Regions from separate parts of the Mus musculus genome. Here regions 1, 3, 4, 5, 6 and 7 are each linked to region 2. The links are chromatin contacts, called in public HiChIP or PLAC-seq maps. All regions are on one chromosome and are shown on one strand. The core of a region is the stretch at or near the end of the contact, and the rest is flanking DNA. Distances in the headings are between cores, read along the strand shown. Region 1 holds the start of Il7r (interleukin 7 receptor). Region 2 overlaps Prlr (prolactin receptor). Region 3 has its middle 26 kb from the start of Spef2. Region 4 overlaps Spef2 (sperm flagellar 2). Region 5 overlaps Capsl (calcyphosine-like). Region 6 holds the start of Spef2 (sperm flagellar 2). Region 7 has its middle 38 kb from the start of Il7r.

The links. HiChIP or PLAC-seq counts read pairs in DNA pulled down with a chosen protein or histone mark.
Region 1: an H3K4me3 HiChIP or PLAC-seq map of pro-B cells shows a contact between it and region 2, with 11 times the contacts expected there. The contact joins the promoter of Il7r here to the enhancer-like site in region 2. A contact is called at or near these places in 20 of 39 promoter capture datasets (the 3T3-L1 cell line, 3T3-L1-derived adipocytes, the C10 cell line and 11 more), 2 of 15 datasets of contacts at CTCF or cohesin (large pre-B cells and pro-B cells), 4 of 484 Hi-C or Micro-C datasets (bone marrow-derived macrophages, embryonic stem cells, large pre-B cells and 1 more), 6 of 115 datasets of contacts at active chromatin or transcription factors (the SCID.adh cell line, bone marrow-derived dendritic cells, bone marrow-derived macrophages and 2 more) and 2 of 9 other capture datasets (adipose tissue and macrophages).
Region 3: a RAD21 HiChIP or PLAC-seq map of pro-B cells shows a contact between it and region 2, with 9 times the contacts expected there. The contact joins two enhancer-like sites. A contact is called at or near these places in 2 of 15 datasets of contacts at CTCF or cohesin (large pre-B cells and pro-B cells) and 4 of 484 Hi-C or Micro-C datasets (embryonic stem cells and uterus).
Region 4: a contact with region 2 is called in an H3K27ac HiChIP or PLAC-seq map of large pre-B cells, with 7 times the contacts expected there. The contact joins two enhancer-like sites. A contact is called at or near these places in 4 of 484 Hi-C or Micro-C datasets (adipose-derived mesenchymal stem cells, myeloid progenitors, uterus and 1 more), 1 of 115 datasets of contacts at active chromatin or transcription factors (large pre-B cells) and 1 of 9 other capture datasets (embryonic stem cells).
Region 5: a contact with region 2 is called in a CTCF HiChIP or PLAC-seq map of pro-B cells, with 24 times the contacts expected there. The contact joins two enhancer-like sites. A contact is called at or near these places in 3 of 39 promoter capture datasets (the C10 cell line, Sertoli cells and hippocampal neurons), 4 of 15 datasets of contacts at CTCF or cohesin (embryonic stem cells, large pre-B cells, pro-B cells and 1 more), 160 of 484 Hi-C or Micro-C datasets (3T3-L1-derived adipocytes, the 63-12 cell line, the AML12 cell line and 88 more), 20 of 115 datasets of contacts at active chromatin or transcription factors (the 230-238 cell line, DN3 thymocytes, PVALB interneurons and 10 more) and 3 of 9 other capture datasets (adipose tissue, embryonic stem cells and liver).
Region 6: a contact with region 2 is called in a RAD21 HiChIP or PLAC-seq map of pro-B cells, with 14 times the contacts expected there. The contact joins the promoter of Spef2 here to the enhancer-like site in region 2. A contact is called at or near these places in 16 of 39 promoter capture datasets (the 3T3-L1 cell line, 3T3-L1-derived adipocytes, the C10 cell line and 10 more), 2 of 15 datasets of contacts at CTCF or cohesin (large pre-B cells and pro-B cells), 29 of 484 Hi-C or Micro-C datasets (the AtT-20 cell line, B cells, the BV-2 cell line and 14 more), 2 of 115 datasets of contacts at active chromatin or transcription factors (the 230-238 cell line and large pre-B cells) and 3 of 9 other capture datasets (adipose tissue, liver and pancreatic islet).
Region 7: a contact with region 2 is called in a CTCF HiChIP or PLAC-seq map of large pre-B cells, with 19 times the contacts expected there. The contact joins two enhancer-like sites.

The regions. Positions count from the first base shown.
Region 1 is chr15:9,528,443-9,531,142 of GRCm38.p6, reverse strand. It overlaps Il7r (interleukin 7 receptor), which reads left to right and starts at 1,267. Exons shown (of 8, transcript NM_008372.4): 1 at 1,267-1,482. The coding sequence starts at 1,401.
Region 2 is chr15:10,312,898-10,315,700 of GRCm38.p6, reverse strand. Prlr (prolactin receptor) reads right to left here. Exons shown (of 10, transcript NM_011169.5): 3 at 1,428-1,536. The coding sequence starts at 1,482. Among named protein-coding and RNA genes, the nearest start is that of Gm41269, 44 kb to the left of the region's middle. Within about 2 kb of position 1,355, at least 3 of the 459 cell types and tissues checked have an H3K27ac peak or open chromatin away from gene starts, as enhancers often do. A contact at or near this core is called in pro-B cells, where this site is marked.
Region 3 is chr15:9,773,037-9,775,913 of GRCm38.p6, reverse strand. No RefSeq gene overlaps it. Among named protein-coding and RNA genes, the nearest start is that of Spef2, 26 kb to the right of the region's middle. Within about 2 kb of position 1,288, at least 41 of the 459 cell types and tissues checked have an H3K27ac peak or open chromatin away from gene starts, as enhancers often do. A contact at or near this core is called in pro-B cells, where this site is marked.
Region 4 is chr15:9,713,139-9,716,069 of GRCm38.p6, reverse strand. Spef2 (sperm flagellar 2) reads left to right here. Exons shown (of 37, transcript NM_001305042.1): 9 at 2,782-2,931. Among named protein-coding and RNA genes, the nearest start is that of Spef2, 34 kb to the left of the region's middle. Within about 2 kb of position 1,434, at least 53 of the 459 cell types and tissues checked have an H3K27ac peak or open chromatin away from gene starts, as enhancers often do.
Region 5 is chr15:9,453,897-9,456,853 of GRCm38.p6, reverse strand. All of the region lies in intron 1 of Capsl (calcyphosine-like), which reads right to left. Among named protein-coding and RNA genes, the nearest start is that of Capsl, 19 kb to the right of the region's middle. Within about 2 kb of position 1,408, at least 86 of the 459 cell types and tissues checked have an H3K27ac peak or open chromatin away from gene starts, as enhancers often do. A contact at or near this core is called in pro-B cells, where this site is marked.
Region 6 is chr15:9,747,354-9,750,259 of GRCm38.p6, reverse strand. Spef2 (sperm flagellar 2) reads left to right here and starts at 1,392. Exons shown (of 37, transcript NM_001305042.1): 1 at 1,392-1,548. The coding sequence starts at 1,491.
Region 7 is chr15:9,490,875-9,493,870 of GRCm38.p6, reverse strand. No RefSeq gene overlaps it. Among named protein-coding and RNA genes, the nearest start is that of Il7r, 38 kb to the left of the region's middle. Within about 2 kb of position 1,575, at least 20 of the 459 cell types and tissues checked have an H3K27ac peak or open chromatin away from gene starts, as enhancers often do.

The sequences.
Region 1 (2,700 bases), core at 18-2,517, 780 kb after region 2:
AGTTGTGCAGCTGGGTCTTCATGTGGGACTCCTAAAACCGAAGCCAGGGCTGTCTCTGACTACATTGCCTGCCTTTGGAAGCCTTTCTGCTAACTGGGCTGCCTTTTCTAGTCTCGAGAGAAGAAGATGTGCCTAGTCTTACTGCAGCTTGATATGTCAAGGCTGGTTGATATCCAAGGGAGGCCTCCCCTTTTCTGTGGAGAAATGGAAGAATGTTAGAGAAGGTTGGAGGGAAGGGAGAAAGAGGGATTGGGAGCAAAGGATGGGGGGGGGGGCGCTGCAGTCAGAATTTAGGATAAATAAATAACTTAATCAATTCTTAAAATGATTTAAGAAAAGGATCCACAGAACCTACTTAGTTCAGCTCTTGTGCTCATGAGTGTATAACTGCCCACTAGAGCTTGAGCAACCTACCATGGGACACACTTTTAAAGAAAACTAACTCTTAATCGCCTGGTATTTGTCAACCTGCCAGGAGGGCCTCAGCTAGGGATGTGGCCTCTTGAACACCTGCTCTGTCCATATTGGAATGTGGATTGGTGTGATCTCATGCCAGTCTTGTGTCACAACCATAGCTTCTGTGAAATTATGAACACAAAGATCCTATTATTTTTATAATAGATAATTTCACTGTATTTCTCTTTGGCTCCTGCCTCTTCTGATCTTTCCTTCTCTCCTCCATGGTGTTCCCTGAGTTCTTGAGGGGAGTGTTTCATGGCTGGTACTATAAATCTGACCACGAACCCGTGCCAGGGAGGTCTTAGAGCATAGGGGAAAACACAGGACTATTGTTTGTTTAAAAGACAGAGTATCAAACTGTCTTCTAGACATTTGTCCTTATACCCATAGAATAGTGCAGCCTTGCCTCTCATTAGAGAAGCTCTTTTCTCACTTCTCTCTCAGAGAGCAGAGAACTGGGCGTGACCATTGAGGGTTCAGCCCTAAGTGGGACAACTCTATCCTAGCATCATTATTCCTAAAACAAGAGCATCCCCAACCAACTGAGGAGCATCGTAAGTGTGGATTTTGGCCTTGTGATCCTGTTACATTGGACCCTGAGATCATCTGAAGCATCACTTGAAGTCTACCACCTTGCTCAAAAGTAAGCAGTTAAGTTCAGGAGCTTCAGGGAATACCAAGATGCAGGAAAAAAAAAAGTCACACTCTACCTCTCCGTTTTCTCTACCTCTGCTTACAGCAGCAATCCTTTTGCTCAGACTTCCTGTTTCTGGCACTTGCCTTCTTCTGTGATGTTCATAGTTCCCTGTCTGTGGTTTAGCAGGCACAGAGCTGGTTTGGGTCTCCCTCTCTCTCATTCACTTGCACATACAAGCGTGCTTCTTCTCTATTCTTTCTCTCTCTCTCTCTCTCTCTCTCTCTCTCTCTCTCTCTCTCTCAGAATGATGGCTCTGGGTAGAGCTTTCGCTATAGTTTTCTGCTTAATTCAAGCTGTTTCTGGAGAAAGTGGAAATGCCCAGGATGGTGAGTCATTTCTAACTCCTTTTTTAAAGGATTTCAGATTACCTGTAGCATATATGATCAAGTTACACAGTTCTCTAACAGGGCAAGCAAGAATTTAGCACTAATTAGGTTGTTTTGTGGGTATTAATCACCAGGACAGAGGGAATGATGACAATACTGCAAATGGCTTGTAACTCTCAAGAACTGTCAAGAAGCATTGAGTTTCATTCAAATTCTGGCTCATAAATGTGGATGTATGCTGGTAATTTCAAAAAAGAAACCTCATATCAGTTCTTTGTTGGAGCTTTTTGGATGATCGCTTCCAAAACTGTATTAGACTGAAAAATCAAGCCATTGTTGTTTTGACTGTTTATGGAGTTCTAAAACCCTAGATACCCATGATAAATTAATGGCCAGAAACGAGAGGTTTGTGTATTCACCAAAACTGTATTTCTAGTGTCTAGAGTTTAGAAGTTACTCTATAATGTATTTCTTCAACATACTTTAGCTTTGGCAGATTCATGTTAGATTGCTGATGAATAATTCAGTAGTATGCTAAGGAAGGTGTCTTCTTTGAAATACACAGGGTTGCTTTTATATTCAGAGAATCCATTATATGGTCATCATAATTCTCCTCAGAATCCATAAAATACTTAGACCTTGACTTCTTAAAAATAGGCATTTTAATTACAGGACTGTACTCAAACGTCTCTGGCAGACACAGCAGCTACATGGAATGTGAATCTCCAATTTGTTTCTACAAATTAATTAAACTGTTTTCATACACACACACACACACACACACACACACACCATTAAAAGGGGAATGTGTGTGTGTGTGTCTTTGTGTATGTGCGTGTGTGTGTGTGTGTGTGTGTGTGTGTGTGTGCATCCTGCCTCTGGTTCCTGAGTGCTAGGATTAAAGGCAGACACCACCATGGCTGGCCTATATGTGCATTCCTAAACTGGGTGCAGTAGTACATCCCTGTAGTCCTGAAGCCTAAGAGGCTGAGACAGAAAAATCATCTTTGTTCCAGACCAGTTAAAGCTACATTGCATAAGCTTGTATCAAATACATCTGTATTTTCTTTATGCACAGTATCAATACACATCAGCCTAGCTCTGTAGTTTAGCTCTTCAGTCAAATGCCTTTAGTTGTGCATCCTAAGCTTAGATATTTGTGTGACTTTACTTTGTAATCAGCAAGGATGGAAAACCCTTGCATGTTCTTATGAAGAG
Region 2 (2,803 bases), core at 106-2,605:
GCAGATCAGGTCAGGGGAATCATGGCAAAGGGATCTGTATGAACAGGAACCACATTTCTGTACGAAATGTGTTAAGGAAGAACTTAATGGATGATCTAGTATGGTGTACCAAATGGGGCCATGGGCTGGCCAGCAAAGCATCACAGTAGCTTAGAACTGCTGAAAAGAATCTGTGTGAGCATTGTGTGGATCTACCAATATTTGGAGCATTGTTCATCCTCCAGGGAAGATTTTGTCAGGATAGTGCTTTTGGGAGTCATTGCAAAAATACAAGGTTTCTTTTGCTTGTTTTATTCTGCCATGGGTGAGGAGAAGCAAATTATGTAGAGAGAAATATTCATTAAAAAATCTCATCAATCCTAGGAGGCAGAGGCAGGCAGGTTTCTGAGTTTGAGGCCAGCCTGGTCTACAGAGTGAGTTCCAGGATAGCTAGGGCTACACAGAGAAATCCTGTCTTGAAAAACTAAGCAAGCCAAACAACCTTCTAGGGGGGAAAGGTAAGGCTGTGAAATGATGTGAAATGACAAGTAGTCAAATGTTACTTTCATGTCCCTAGAGGAAACAAAGTTTATGGACTATCTCAGTGCAATACAAGGGATATGATACAAGTCCAAGAAATGCAGACACTTGCCTATGCTGATTCCATATACACAGATAATGCATAACATCCATATAAACATATCCAGAGAGAAATACAAGCAAAGGCATAATGATGGCAATATATTGGTACACACACACACCCCATATATATACACACATATGTACACGATATACACAGAGGTTACTCATTGGTATTCACATATACACATATATTCACACAGAAGCATTTATAGCCCAGTACTATAAACAGTTGGTATGTACATTGTTACATTCAGAAGTACACATGTCCAGAAAGACATAGAAGTAGATAGGGAAACCTATGTAGATAATCACACAGCTTTTCATTTAGCTCTGAATTTTGTTTCTCTGAGTTGCACACATACTGGAAGTGGCTGCACTTCTTTCTCACCTTGTAATAGCAATCCTGTGTGTTATTTTATGGTTGTCCAAAGGTATTTTCAAATGCATTAATCCATCTGAACTATGTGAAATATAACTATCCTCCTTTGGAGAAATTAAAACCACGGAGAGACACACAAGTGGTTCAAGTCATGTAGCTGGCAACTGTAAGAACCTGGATGGCAAGTCCATCTCCAGTGCCCTCTCAGTGCCCTCTCAAAATGGGGATGGAAGAGAGGGGGTGCATGATAAGATCAGGCATTAATTTTAATGCAGAAGTGTGGCAAATAATTTAGTAGCAGCACATGACCCAGACGTCTTCCTTTCTCACAGCTGCATTGCAACAGACAGAGACAGCCTCTCCACCCCCCCCCCCCCCCCCCCCGATAAACACTTCAGGCAAGGAGAGCAAGAAGAGAGTCTCTTACCATTCAGGAGGCTGATGCTGAGGACAAGCAGCATGTAAGCAAGTGCAGATGACATGTTTTGCTTCAGGCTGGCCCTTCTTCTTGCTACAGGCAATAGATCAGAGGCTCCCTGGAAGAGAAAGCACCAGGTGACATTTGTTAAATGACAACCGCTCAGGCACATGCACCATTTACTTTTATTCTGGGTGCTTGCAACTGGTTCTTGCTCCTTGCTTAATGTGAGCGACAAAACAGTGGGAAGAGAATCTAGTAAAATGTAACATGGGATGGCTTGGCTAAGAAGCCCTGATTCACACTTGCTGGCAAAGATTTCACCACAAGAGGTCGTCAGACAACAGTGTAGAGAGTTCAGGGGAAGTCTCTTCAGGAAGACAGTTCAGGCTGTTGGCTTTTTATTTTATTTTATTATATTATTATTTTATTATTTTCTGCATTCATCTTTCCACATGATTGTTTAGCTGTCTAATAGCACATCACCCATTTATATAATATAGACTGTGCTCCCCACAGGAGAACCATTCATGGAGGGTTCTTGCTCCAGTATCCAGAGCATAAACCAGGTCAATTTATCGATCCTGCCAGATTGAGAGTGGGATGGTCAGGGTGGAGGTTCCTGTCTAAGTTCAGGCTGAGAAGGTTCAGGAACTCTCCAGGGATATGGCCATGGCTGTGAAGCAAACCTCATAATGAATTTTAGTGGCCCTCCGTGTGGCTTCTTTCTCCCTTCTGTAAAGCCCCATAACAAGAGACAATGAACAGTAATAATTCAAACCTCTTGGGTTCAGGGTATTAAGTCAATTTTGAACTTGCAGGGCTTGAGAGTTTTGAGCAATTTATTAATATTATTATTTTTACTCTTTGGAACCGTTTTCAAAGCTTCTCAAGTTCCTGCCTTTTTAAGAAAGATTTTAAAGACTTTTTTTATTAAAAAAAAAAAGACTCATTAGTCTTATTAGACTTCAGACAGTGCTCCAAAAAAACAATAGATTTTGATGAACGACATATAAATTTCCAGAAGCACATGGTTTTCATTTCCTTTTAAATTTTATTTTTAAATCAAGGGAAGAACATCTAGGAGGCAAAGTTCTCCGTCATAGACTCTTCAAGCATTGTGAAGAGATGTGTGATGAGCCCCCAGAGGCACAGAATCCATCCTCCTGATCAGGGGATGTGCTCTGTCTGCCAAATACATACCACGCAACGGACAGCTTTCTGAAGGTGTAGAACACCTGCCACTACTGCTGTGGAATCACTCAAAAATAGACATTTTAACGACACTGGAAGCTTGGGGTACGCACATACCAACAAGCGGTGCCCTTCTATCGAATGTTCTGGTTGAGAACTGAATCCAATCCATTAATGGGCTCAGCAAAGTT
Region 3 (2,877 bases), core at 39-2,538, 540 kb after region 2:
CTGGCACAGTGTAGGGCTATTTGCCATACCTTGGGGTAGAACCACCCACTCATATCGCAAATCAGGGGCAGAATGATTAATTGATGGCAAGGTAAAGGCAAATTTATCTGTATCAACCGGATGCAGAGGAACAGTGAAAAAGCAATCTTTCAACTCTATCACTATTGAGGTCCAATTTCTTGGTAACGCTGAAGTCATTGGTAACCATAATTGCACTGACCCCATGATTTCCATCTGGGCATTGTCTGCACGTAAACAATGGAGTAACCTCCATTTCCCTGATTTCTTTTTTATAACAAAAATAGGTGAATTCCATGGTGAAATAGATTCTCTAACATGTCCTGCATCAAGTTGCTCTTTAACCAACATGTGGCCAGCTTCCAGCTTTTCCTTGGGTAGGGGTCACTGAGGCACCCAACTGATAAGATTTCCATTTAATAGATATTTGCTCAGTGGACCCTAGGAAAAACCCAATCCCTCCCTGCCACTTTGGCCTCTAGGAGAGATAGGTGAGAATCATCCATCCTCATTTTTGCCAAGACCCTTACCCTTCTGATAGTTCATCCCGTCCATGATAGCTTGACTCTGCAAACTATAAGTCTTTTCTGAAACTATTTTTACACCCATCTTGGTCATAACATCTCTTCCCCATAATGAAACAGGGACTTGAAGAACAAATGGCTGAAAACTGCCCCTATGCCCCCTCCTCATCCTTCCAATGGAGTACACTGGCACTGTAGCTGGGGTCTTGTGCAAATCCAAGACCTTGAAGAGTTTGAGCAGAGGTCTGAAGGGGCCAACTTTTTGGCCAATCTGTTTCTTTTACAGTGCTGCGATTGGCCCAATCAAGTAAGCCCCATATAGAGACTCCCTAAATTTCAAGTTTAATCATAGGGTGATCCTCCATAGTCATAGAAAACCACACCCCAGTGTCTCCAGTAGAGCTGAAGCACCTATTTCCTCTTTTCAGTTCCCTTGAAAGGAAGCTAGCATGGTGACTAGGCAAAAGCAAAATTTGAGCAATTCTATCTCCAGGGGAAATGGCAGACACCCCTCTGGGGGAGGAAACCATGATCTTAAACTCTCCCCCATAGTCAGGATCAATGACACCAGGATGGATAATTAATCCCTTATTGGCTGCTGAACCATGTCCTAATAAGAGGCCAACTGTGTTTTTAGGCAAAGGACCCTTAAAGTCTGAAGCAGTCATTTGCACACTCATTTCTGGGGTTAATATGAGTCTGGTGGTGGCACAGATGTCCAGTCCTGCACTTCCTGTTGTGGCTCTTCTGAGGATGCCCGTAGATGATTGCACCGGGGAATGTGTTGAAGGTTTGGCCACAGTGTGGGAGTCTGCTGCATGGCCCCATATATTTGTGGGCCCTGAGGCTGGGGGCCCCGCACTCCATTTTTTGGCCTAGCAGCTGTGGATTGAGAAGTTAGGGGACAACCATCTACATCCCACTTGGATTGACATTCTCTGACGCAATGATTTCCTTTGTGACAGTGAGGGCATAACTTGGGCTCTGCATGCCTGTCTGTATCTCCTGTCTTCCTTTATTAGGACAGTCTCGCTTGAAATGACCTGGCTGCCCACAAGAGAAGCATCCCCCCTGGATTCCCCCTTGCTGTCCACCCTGATGAGGAGTCTGCCTTTGAGCCTGAACTATGGCTGCCACTAACCCCTGGTTGGTCAGTGGAATGTCCACCACATCTCGGAAAACCTTTAACCATACTTACAACGTTGGCTCTTATAAGGGCATATGGCGTCTCTGCAGGGTTTATTGGCCTACTCATAGGCTAATTGCTTGACCAATGGCATTGCAGCATCACCATCTGGAAATACTCTCCCAGCTGTCTCCACTAGTCGTGCTAGGAAGTCTGCAAAGTTCTCATTGGGTCCCTGTATCACCCTAGACAAGCTGGTCCCAAGGTCTCCAGTGCCTGATAGCATCTTCCAAGCTCTAAGAGCAGTTATTAATCTGCTCATAAACCTGTATAGGATAACCTGTTTGATTGTTGGCAAAGTTCCCTTGCCCCATTAACATGTCTATATTCCAGGCTGCATTGGGGAATCCAGCAGCAGCATTAGCCATAGCCTGCTCAACGGCATGCTTAAGATAAGCAGCCTTCCATGTTAAATAACCTCCTCCCGAAAGAATGGCTTTGCGAAGGTTCTGCCAATCAAAAGGCGTCATACAGTACCGCTGTAGGGACTCAACTTGAGTTATGGTAAAGGCAGCCTGGACCCCATAAGTCGGAACTGACTCCTTCAATCTTTGTACAACCTTCCAATCCAGGGGTTCATGATAACGTTGCCCCTGTTGATCCTGAAATACTGGGAAGGCCCCCACAATGGTGGGCACATTTTTCTAGACTTCTACATGAAGACTACGCCTTCCCCTTTTGTCTTCCTAATCTTTATGGGGGGGGGGGGGGAGAAGTCAACGGAGGGGCTGATGGTTCAGGCGTCCTACTGCGCCGCAAACTCAAGCGGGACATCTGACTACAGATGTCACTGTTGCTATCAGTCCCGTCGCTGTCACTAGTAGACCCTTCAGAGCTAGATTCCTTCTTCTCTTTCTTCTCTTTGGTTTGTTGTTTAAGCTGTTTAGGTTTTCAGCTGCTAGCCTGAGAAGCAATCTCCTTAGCCTCCTCAATCACCACCGCTCCTTCCTCTATTTCAGCATTGTACTTTCCACTGGCATCCCTCAAGCACGCCCTGACCAAGTTCCATATGGCTAACATCCCTACAGGTAGAGGGTTCTTCATATCGGAAGCTTGGAGATCCCTTCCCAGACCTCCCAGCACTGTTGATTAATATACCCTTCCTCTAAAAGCCATGGGGCTTCCTTGAAGAGGGTGTCCAGAAATCTG
Region 4 (2,931 bases), core at 185-2,684, 600 kb after region 2:
GTGCTTGTCAGTTTGAAATACTTGGTTCATCTCTATTTTCCTTGAATACCTAAAATACATCTCTTCAATTTCTTCAGATATAGTTTTGCTGACAGAAGGCTGATGATGATCATCTAATTTTCATGTCCTGAAATTAATGTCTTTACCCCAGACACCCAATGGACTTGCCTATCTCTAAAGTTACTAGTGTGAGCTATTTTAGGAGACTATTCTGAGGCAGAACAAGACCTTTGAAGAAGCTTTCTTTCAATAAGAAAGAATTCGTTTTAAATAAACAATTCATTACTCTTTGGTATAATACAACTTCACAGGCCTATATTATATTGCAATGCTCCTTTCTCTAAACTATAATAATCCATGGAAAGGCAGAGATATTGTAGTTTATTGTCAATGAGAACAGTGCCTAGAAGCCAAGATCTGTCTCCTGGGTATGTTCTATGCTACTAGGATATTATTTTGAAACACAAAAAACAAAATATCCAATGTGTTACTCATTTCCTATATCATATTTCTCCTGAATTTCCTGTGTATGCTTTCCTGTAACAAAATAGGTTTGTTTAATCAATGGATTTCTTGACTCGATTTTTGGCTCTTTCCCATTGGGGAACTCATACTTATCAGTTTATTAAACTTGATTACAGAGACATGGAGCTCAACATTTTAGGTAGCTTGCATGTGCTGTCAAAAAAACAAAAACAAACAAACAAACAAAAAACAAAAACAAAACAAAAAAAACTCTTAAATGAGCCTGGACAGGAGAGCTCTTTCGGTAAATACAGGCATGGCCAGCTCTTATTGGCTCCTTCTATGATACACCATGATGAAGCACATTTCATCCAGACCAGTAGTTCTTGATTTTAAATTTTGGTGCCACCTACTGCTCTGAATAATAATTAATCACAAATTTCTGAGCATTTGCTTCAAAGCACAATTGCACTATTCTCATTATATGCATATAAAACTATTACAAAAACCACAGAGGAACACTATCTGTAAGTCTTACACATATGTAAAGAGAAACCAATAGTTTAAAAGTCAAAAGTGTTAGGATCAGAGCCTTCCTGTAGGTCTCTGTAGCCCAATCTCATCACTATTAAGAATTACAATATCCACAGACTTATATTTCCTCTTTCTTCCTTTCGGGCTGCTGCATACGTTGATATGATAAGACTGTACGGTGACTAGCACAGAGCTAACGGCAGAGTTAAGATATATTAGGGAGGCCAAGTAGGCAGATGGAAAAGAGGAAGAGAGATACAGAGGAAGTCAGACGAGAGAGGGAAGGATCAGAGCGAGGGGGGATTGATGGATGGATGCAGGGAGAGGAGGAGGGAGGGAAGGAAGAGAGGGAGGGAGGGAGGCAAGAAGGCAGCTAGGCAGGCAAGCATGAAGGAGGATGAGGGAACCAGGAGTCAGCACCAGCACAACCAGCAGCCAGGGTGGAAACTGTTCTGTTGCTGCTAGGGAGCTTACATCATTTCCTTCAGAGTGTTGGTTCCTGTGGCAAACCAGCTTCAGCAATTTTGGTGTCATTGTCACCATAAATTCTCATCTGCCAAGTTTCTTCCATGTCTGAGCTCCTCTTGATATCGTGAAACCATGACATAATGCTCCTTGTCTCACCTCTACTCACTCGGCAGGGTTACCAAGTGAAACAAGGCAGCAATGAAAGAGGCTAGTGCCATTCCTGAATCGTCCGAATACACCGGACTGATCTTAGAGGTCCTCCAACCCAATGAAATTAAAAGCAAACATGCAAAATAAGACAGCCACCGTAAGACAAATGATGGCCTTCACATCACAATCCATTTTCTTCAGTCTTATAATTTATTAGCAGTATTAAGAACTACTTATTCAGATGAAATTGTTCAGTTAATTTTTCTGGGTACAATAAAATTGTTAACATCCCTCCTTTGAAGAAATTAAAACTGGGCATGGAATAAATAATTTGTTGGGATTCTTAAATGCTTGAACTTTAATTCTGCACACAAGTTGGGGCTTAAATTTGAAGACAGTTCCTGCAAAAATTACACTTATTTCTAAGTTACAAGAGTTAAGTTACAGGAGTTAGATGGTATTTGTGAAGCAGCTTAGCACATGGCATGCTTTCTGAAGCAGCTGGTAGAGTTTTCTGAGAGGAATCCCTTTAAGCAACGTGTTACTCTCGGTTTGGTTAGCCCTTGTGTTGTGTGAAGAACAAGTTAAACAAAGTAATTGCAATCCACTAGACAGTGGTGATAAGATATTTACATATTTAACTACTTTCTGTTTCTATGAATAGACATTTCTATGAATGAACGTCATCCTTTTATAAAGGCTAAGGCTGTAAGGGGTTTAGCATACTTGAATGTGTTAAGTATGTTATCTCAAGGCACTATAACCAAGTAACTATCAGTCACATATATAGTCAGTCCACAAGTTAATACTGAAACAGGAAATCCAGTGGTCATAGCGCATGTTCCTGGTGGAGGGGCCCTGGTCACCGAGTGTTTAAGCATCAGTCAGCTATGCTTGCCATCTGACCCGGACTAACGTATTTCTCTGTGATCTTTTACCATCTATACCACTTTCCACTATAGTGTTTTGTTGGCGTCTCTCTAGCACTGTCTTTGCTGTCATACGCAATACTTAGAGTATTAAGGAGTGAGAACTGATTCTTAATTAATTAAATCCTGATATAAAGGGGGATTTTATTCTATTTAAATATTTTTGGCATGCTATTATCTTCATATGAATAATGGCATAACAATAGTGACTTAAAGTTCATTCTTGCTTTCTTAGGCTCTTGCCAAACAAGCCAAGATTGATTTTGCAGAACAAACCTTGAGGGAGAAGGAAATTCATGAAAAGATCTCTGTGGAAAGAGCCCAACAGCGTTATAAGAAGCATTATGGGATATGTGCAGAGATTTTGGATCAAATGCTAGATTTG
Region 5 (2,957 bases), core at 159-2,658, 860 kb after region 2:
AACCAATTCTCTCCCCCTCTCTGTCTCTGTCTCTGTCTCCATCTCTCTCTCTCTCTCTCTCTCTCTCTCTCTCTCTCTCACACACACACACACACACACACACACACACACACACACTCACACCTTTCTCCATTTGTTTTTGTTTGTGTAATAAATATTCAGATATAGAAGAAGGTAACCTGGGCAGTCCAGACTTAGTTCGCACAGCTCTTACTTCAGTGGAAAAAGCCCAAGACCAAAATCCTAGAGACCTGATTTCTGACAATATCATGATGTCACTGACATCACACCCCACACTAAAGTGTTTCTGAATCCAAAAGACCCTTTGAGCACAACATATGTCAGGTTGGACTTGGCCTACAAAGGAGTCCTTTAAACCTATTCATGGTGAATATGAGCTTACCCCCCAAAGTCTCCACTATTCACTGCTTATGACAATATGGACCAGAGAACACACAGCACCAGGATCTGCTCAGCATCTGATGAGGGACACAGCAGGCATCACATACCACAGCAGGAGCATGCTAGCTCCAGGACCCTTTGCTCTTTTGTCAAGCCATACTATAGTCAATATGGAGATCCCACCTGTAGACTTCCTTTAACTTTAATTTTTATCTCAGAGATCCTACTCAAAAGTGCTATTGATGCATGAAAGGTGGGTGCACATTAGGAACAGGAACCAAAGTATAGATTGGTAAAATAACTTTCCTGCAAGTGGCCTCAAACAGCAGACATTGGACTTTTGAGTCTTAGCAGAACTCTTTCTCTTCCACCATGTGTATCAGCATGTAAGTGAATTTTTCTGGCACTTTCTTATGCAAAATAAAAACAGAGTTTGGGAAGAGCAGATACTGGGAATTGGGACTCTGCCTACTTCTGCCTTCTGAGGCCAATTCTACCAGGGATGATGTAAGCTGATATCTCTGAATATGACTTGATAAATTCAGGGGGGAAATTATAGCCAAGCATGGTGTTTGAAATGCCCATATTAACCATCCTTCTCCATAATTTGGTCCCTCAACTCATCGACAAACAACCAATATTTACTACGTTATGTCCTCTTTTCAATGTACCATCTCAGGCCAGGAGGAAAGAGGGGTACCTGAAAGAACCACGCTCTTAATTTGAATTCTGAGGCCTAATATTAAAGCAGAACAGGACAAAAAAAGTTTTCAGGACCTGGGGTTTGAAAGAAAGGCAGGATAGAGTCCTATTTCTGATAAAGAAATACACACTCAAGAGATCTGAGGTTTCAATGGCACATGCAGCCTCTGGATACAATATCATGATGTCACTGACATCACACCCCACACTAAAGTGTTTCTGAATCCAAAAGACCCTTTGAGCACAACATATGTCAGGTTGGACTTGGCCTACAAAGGAGTCCTTTCTGACGCATGTGACCACAGCACCACCATGTGTTGGCTCAGCATATGTACAGTTCTCTCATCAGAGGCACAGTTCTGTCCATGTCTTCTATGGATGTCTGAGAGATTCATTACCTCTAACCAGTTTGCTAGGTGTGGGGCAACGGAGGACACAGATGGCCTGGAATCCCCCTCTAGTTCCATGACCGAGCTATCCAAGGACGCAGATATCACAGCCCAGCACACGGACTTTCTGAGGTGTCACAATGCCTACATTTTACTCATAATAGAAGGTAAAAGTTATCAAGGCTAGAGCTATGAGACTCTGACAAGGCAGAGCACCATATATTTTAGACGATTGCTGTACCACATGCTTTGGACAAAGCAGAAGAGTAAATAACATAAGTGGACCAATCTTTATTTTCATTCCCTTTGTATGTGTCCATGGACATGTATGTCACATGTGTAAGGGTACACAAGGAGGACAGGAGAGAGCTGGACGCTCTGAATCTGGTTGTGGGTAGGTTTGAGCTGCCTGACATGAGTGTTGAGATCTGACCTAGGGTCTTCTGGAAGGGCAGCAAGTGGTCTGAACTGCTGAACCAAACCATGGAAGGCTGGTGGAGACTGAAAGGAAGTGTTGGAAGGAGAGATGGGGAAAGTATAAAACCAGCCAGGTAACTGACTTCCAATTCAAAGGAGCTTAGGATGAGACTAAGGGATGAAGGTGGACTACAGTGCTTACAAAAAGGAAAGAACAGTGATGTAGAGAACCCTGTGGGTGAATTGAAGAGAAGGTACAGAAGATAAGGTGTGCGACCAAGTGGAGCCTGGTGCATCCAATATGACAGCTGGACCCTTTGGACAGTGATGAATTCATTTAAAATGGCAAGTGACTGAACTGGGAGTTTGAGGGGAAGGGAAGACTAGGGTTACAAAGCTGTTGATTGCCTCTACCTCTCCCTACCCTCGCCCAGCTACACACACAATGGCAAGTGAAGGGGATATCCACAGAGCAGCAGAAGGCAGTGACTGGGAGATCTGGAACAGAGGCTGAGTGGAGTAGCCAGCCACAAAGGAGACTGGTGCACTGGGGCCAAGCTGGCTTGCTCACTCCATCGCTCTTTTGTACAGTTGGCTGCTGCCCCTGACAGAGTTCTCAGCCAGGATTTCCAGCGTTCTTGTCGGATGAGATGTGGAAAGTTGCAATTGCAGGGATCTGCTTCTGAGAGCATGTCTTTTTCTTGTTTTCTTTTCTTTCTTTCTTTTTTTTTTTTTTTTACAATAAAGATAAATTTATTTTGACTATCACGTGAAAAGAGAAAAGAATGATATGTGTCATAAGGAATTTTTTAAACATACAGAAAGATAGATGGACAAATGAATAGATGAATGGATAATAGATAGATAGATAGATAGATAGATAGATAGATAGATAGATAGATAGATAGATAGATAAAAGAGACAGAGACAAATGTGTCTTCCTTTTATCTTTACTATTTTCCTGCTCAAGAAAGCAAACATGTGTCCTTTCCTATAACCTCAGATTTTTTTCTTTTATTTAAAGTTCATGATTCTTATTAGTCTTCC
Region 6 (2,906 bases), core at 143-2,642, 570 kb after region 2:
CAAGTCAATTATGTACAGTTCCCTTTAAGGGTTTTTTATTGGCTCATTGAGGAGTCTAGCCATCGATAAATACATAGTAGTGGAATTCATGTTAGTGTTTAAGTAAAGAGGTATAGTAGGACTTTAGGAATTGTGCATGTCACACAGGACAATTAAAGAGAACACTCAACCTGGTGGTTATTTTGGTCCTGAAGGCAGAAAGCATTTACAAAAGTAGATATCAACTGAGCTAGGTCACTCTAAAACAGGCAGAGAAGAGGAAACTAGAGGGTGGTCAAGAGGGAAGGTGAAGAAATGAAAGCTCAGAGGCCAACTGAGCTTTAGAAACTGGCATGAGTCTCTATGTGAAAATGGACATTCATGAATAAATTCAAACCAGCTATGTGAAATAATTGCCTTCTGTAACACAAGCAACTCCGATCTACTTGAAGCATGGATGAGATGCAAGCCCTCTCATTGCCTTACAAGAAAAAAAGCAATTTTGAAGCATGTGCTGGTCTTCTACCAGAAGCAAGTCATCAGAGTATGTGAGTTTTCATTTAACTTCCTCAACTTGTAAAGCAAGCATTGTGTCTGCATCTAAAGGAAAGAACGGTGAGGTTCAAAGACATTAAGTCATTATTTCCGGGGCAAAGAATTTGTGAAATCAAAGCCAGACAGGATGGCTCACATAAACCTCATTGTGAAACTTGGGCCTTATTGATAGTAAAAAAAATAAATTATAAAAGTATTACAATGAATAATTTAGAGAATTGCTTTTATTGAACAAATTACAGTTCAGTGCACATTACCACTTTTCAAACCAGCTTATGATTTCAAATAACTCTATATAGTCTATCCTTGGTTATTTACAGAAGAGAAATCAAGGTTTATAGTTCATCTGGCAATGACTTTTTTTTTTTTTTAAGAAACCTCTTATTATAATTGCTGCTCACACTCTTTTTTTTTTTTTTTTTTTTTTTTGGAAAATACATTTTATTTTTTTTTTCCATTTTTTATTAGGTATTTAGCTCATTTACATTTCCAATGCTATACCAAAAGTCCCCCTTACCCACCCACCCCCACTCCCCTACCCACCCACTCCCCCCCTTTGGCCCTGGCGTTCCCCTGTACGGGGGCACACAAAGTCTGCGTGTCCAATGGGCCTCTCTTTCCAGTGATGGCCGACTAGGCCATCTTTTGATACATATGCAGCTAGAGTCAAGAGCTCAGGGGTACTGGTTAGTTCATAATGCTGCTCACACTCTTTAGGCCTTCTTTTTGCACTAGCACAGGTTCAGGTCTTACAAGCCAGTAGGGGGCAGACAACAATTTCTGATAACTACGGCTATGCAGTGGGGCCTCCTCCTCTCTGAGCCGGCGACCTAGCTCCAGCCTGAAAGAGCTTCCTTAGCAACTGGTTGCCCTGGGCGACGGGAAGACGCAGTCCAGCTGACTGAGTTCCTGGAAAGTTCCTAGCACCTGCAAGCAGTCAAATTCACCAGTGAGCTATGTCGGAAATCCTGTGCCAGTGGCTCAACCAGGAGTTGAGGGTGTCCCGGACCGTGAGTGAGTGAACTCAGCCAAGGGCAAGCAGTTGAAGCAAGCACGGGATGGTGGGGTGGGGGTGCTGATAGAAAGTAGCTCCAGAGTGTCTAGCAGTGCCTGGCAGTGCTGGCCTGCCCTCCTCAGTGCTACCTAGCCACACTGGGGCTTTCTTATTTCATCATGCCTCTGACATTAGACCTCATCACGTGGTCTTAGCCCTCAGATTTTCTGATCTACTCTCTATTACTAAGGGACGCTAAGTTCTAGGTACTGGTCTGTTCCTGTGTGGAGTAAAAGTTGTTCCTGTCTGTAGTCTGACTGTTGCTTTGCTTTCATGACATCCGCATCAAAATGTGCAAGACGAATCCACGCAGGAAGTGCTTTCAACAGTTACAACTTTTTTTCTGTGTTTCCTCCAGTATAAATTAGATCCACTTGCACTCTCCCTGCTTAACAACAATTGTAGATCTGTTAACATTTGTCAGTTTTAGGAACTTTAAGCTTCCTTTATCCTTTATCAACTTTGGCCATTTGAGGTACCTTTTCTAAGCTAACCTTACTTGATTTTAGCAGAGGCATAAAGTTGTACATGAAGTTTCTAAATTCTTATGGCCCAGGAAGTTACAAACAAGTCAGATTTAGTGGCAACCAGACACTTCCTCTTCTCCTCGCTGGGGGAGGAATTATTGTTTCTTTATTGGTAGCTCATTTTCAATTGCTACGGATTTTCCTTCAGGCAAGATGCTTTCAAAACGAATCATTTCAACATGACCTCCCAGAGGTTCTCTTGCTTCTCTACCAGTTGCTACCAATGGGAGCAGCGGTGCCAGTTCACCCTTGGGTCATCCATAGAAGTTGCTAGGACAGTAAGTAGTATTTGTGCAGGTGTGAGATATCTAAGGATCTTCAGTGAGGAATATTCCAAGTTGCATTACGTGAGGCATAAACATTAGACTTATTATATCCCAAGGCTTCTCCACCCTGCTTTGAGCAATGATAGATTCTTTTTCCCTGTCCTGTCTCCTTGGTTCTCTGAGAGTTTCTCAGCTCAAATAGGATGCTAAACTCAGGACAGTATTTATCATGTATCATTTCCTCTTTCTCTCTCACAGTACTGTCCACCAAAATGCAGTATCACACCCAAGGTTGCACTACTCTGAGGGAGCAGTTACACATTTCTTAGCTTAAGTTGGTTCATTTATTTCATAATAAGATCCACACCATTTCCTCAAGTCCACAGGACCCTTGCAGAGTAAGACACTTTGGGGACAAGCAAATAGAGTTAACCATACACATGAAAACATTACATGCTGTTCTAATACTAATAAGTTTGAGAAATATGGTTTGGGAAGAAAGTATGACTTCATTCTGTGAAGATT
Region 7 (2,996 bases), core at 326-2,825, 820 kb after region 2:
GAGAGAGAGAGAGAGAGAGAGAGAACTTCATGTGGGAGCTGGAGAGATTGCTCAGCATTTAAGAACTTGCTGTTCTTGCAGAAGACCTCAGTTCAGTTCTCTGCACCCAAATGGCAGCTCAAAACTTCCTATAAGTCCAGTTCCAGGGCATGTGTTGTTCTCTTCTGGTCTCCTGAGATTCATACATGCACACAGTGCACACAAGTTCACACAGGCATGTACACACACACACACACACACACACACACACACACACACACACCTATAAAATAAATCTTTTTCATGAAAGGCATTTAATAATTTGGGGACCCAAGTTGTCATTTCCGTGAAGATACCACATTTCCCTTGCTCTTGTGTGGGAATTCTTCCGTACATCATCTGGACATCTGAGTGTACCTGAAAACCTAGTGAAAACCTCAATTTCTAGAATACAAGTTTCTGTATGGAGGCTTTCTTCTGACCAGACTTAATTTCAAATAGTAAGATACAAATTATACATTGCAAAGATCTATATTAAATGTAAGATTGTCTACATCTGAACATTTTTATTATAATAACTAAAGGTAAAATTCTACAAGGATCTAGAAAGAATTAACATACATACAAACACAAACTCATATATACATATATCATGCTAGCAACAGATTATCACATGAGATCAAAGAAGAACTGGACTAATAGAGACTGTGGCAGCATGCTTTGAGCCTGCACAGATGAAATCTGGAGATTCCAATGGTCAAAACTAGGTTTTCCTTTGCAAATGGGGTGTCATTTGCAGACAAAACAAATGTATTCCCTTATGTATCATGGAGTTGGATGTCCAAAACACATTATAAATGGCTAAAGATCCAAGTGTTCACTGGACTGCATTGTTCTGGACTCTCTATAGAATTCATTCCTTGCTTTTCTCATTTCTCATGCAAATAGTAGTCTCTAGACTCTAGAGTCCAGATCATCCCTCTATCATGCTTATGGATACTTGCAACCTCTGTTTCCCTTATCATAATTTCTTCTTTGGATGTTGCCCTCTTCCCTTCTCCTATTGAGAACTGATGTGGTTATATTAAACTTACTTAGATGAGTATAATCTCTCCATTTCAGTATGCTCACTGTAATCACATCTACAGAGCCGCTTTGTTCTCTGCATATGCTCTTGTAATCAGGTATGTCCATCTTCAGAAGCCTATTGTGTAAAGTTCCTTGTGTAATTTCTGGTCTATCTTCATTTTCATTACATCTCAGATACTATCTTCTCTGGAAGGGCATTGCCTTATAGATCAGGAGTTGGCTTATTGATGTCAGTACCACACCAATTTGTGATTACTTTGTTCTGTGATTCCTCTCTGGACTTTAAGTATTATGGCATTGAGGACTACAGTTACAGGACTTTGTGTCTCTTGCTAAACACAGTACCAAAGGAGAGGATGGATGAACACATTAAAAAATAATGTTGCTTTGTTTTTTCATCAGTGTTCTAAATAAAAAGACAAGCTGAGCTGCCCAGAAAGAGCTGGCCCCACGTCCCTGAGAAGTACTGCATCTGGGCAGCCACGTGCAAGGAGTCAGTTGCCTTCCCGGTCAACATTTCCCTCCCCAGCTGTGCTCTTAACCACTGTGACCACAAAAGTGGGGAAATTATAGAGTGAGAAGGGGTAAGAATTTTCCTAGTTTCACTCCTCTGATAATTATCTACATTTAATTTTGCTTAATGATAAATTTAGTTCATTTAAGATCCCCATGAAAGTCAACCTTAACTTCTGAATTACAACACTGTGTACCTTTGTGCAGACATTTTGATATAGCTTGAAGTAACAGCTGTAAAAAATAAGAAATGTTATGCATAAAAGTTGGTGAGTCCAAGGAACATATTAACACTCCTCAAGATGTGGACAAAAACAAAATGTGACACAAACAACAGGCAAATCCCCTGAGGTTGGGAAAATAACCTGAAGGAACATTTCTGTTGAAACACTTCAGTTAATCTGGAACATTCCTCAACTGTAAATTATTGTGCCGTATCTTTCTATTTAAGATAAATATTTATCATCCTGAAGGCAATACATCACTTAGTACAGAAAAAGATTTCTGTTGCTGTCACATTTGCTCCTAAATGTGTAAGTTGTTTAAGACCTTGGATCAAAATATTTAGAATTCTCCAAAGTATTTTAATGTTAATCTTAGCTGCTAGTATACTGAATTATTAGAGAAAATATTATTATTACTTTTAGAGACTGGAAAATCAATAATTTAATTATATAAAATTTCAGTAAATGCTGTAATATGATATTGATAAATACACTGTAAAATTTATACTAGGTAGTAATACATTTTCTTAAAGTCAAATTGCGAACATAGATTTCAATAATAACTAGTATTTTGCTTTGAAATACACAGTAAAATTCTAAAATAACTTAAGACAATGCCATTCTCAGTTATGAGCTACTAAAGTGTACCAATAGATTTAAAAATATGAACTTATGTCAGCATTGGAAACTGAAGTTACTTCCTGCTTATGAAACACCAAAGAATAGAGTAAATAGAGTCGAGGCTTCCTAAGGCATTTCACTTGCAATATTTCCACGTGTTTATTTACTCCTTTAAACCTTTATTGGGTTTTTACTATTAAACCAGCATAGAATTTGATTTTACATCATAGTCAACAAACATCAACCTCTATAATTTAACAAAGATTCTCTTATCTCATATTAATAGGCCATCATGTTCAATAACTTATGATCATTTTCTTTAAATTTTACATTTATGTACTATGTGTAGATTGTCCCCTGCCTTCCTTCTGCAATCATTCCAGTTCCTCTCCCTTTATGGCTTACTATCAAATACATGGCTTCTTTTTCTTTAATTGTCTTTGTTACATATGTACACACATAAATGAACAAATCTATAAATACGACCCAGTGATCCGACTAATTCACTCATTTCTGTAAGGTTTCATGGCTCACCACTTGAAGTTAGATGACCAGTTAAGAGTGTCATTT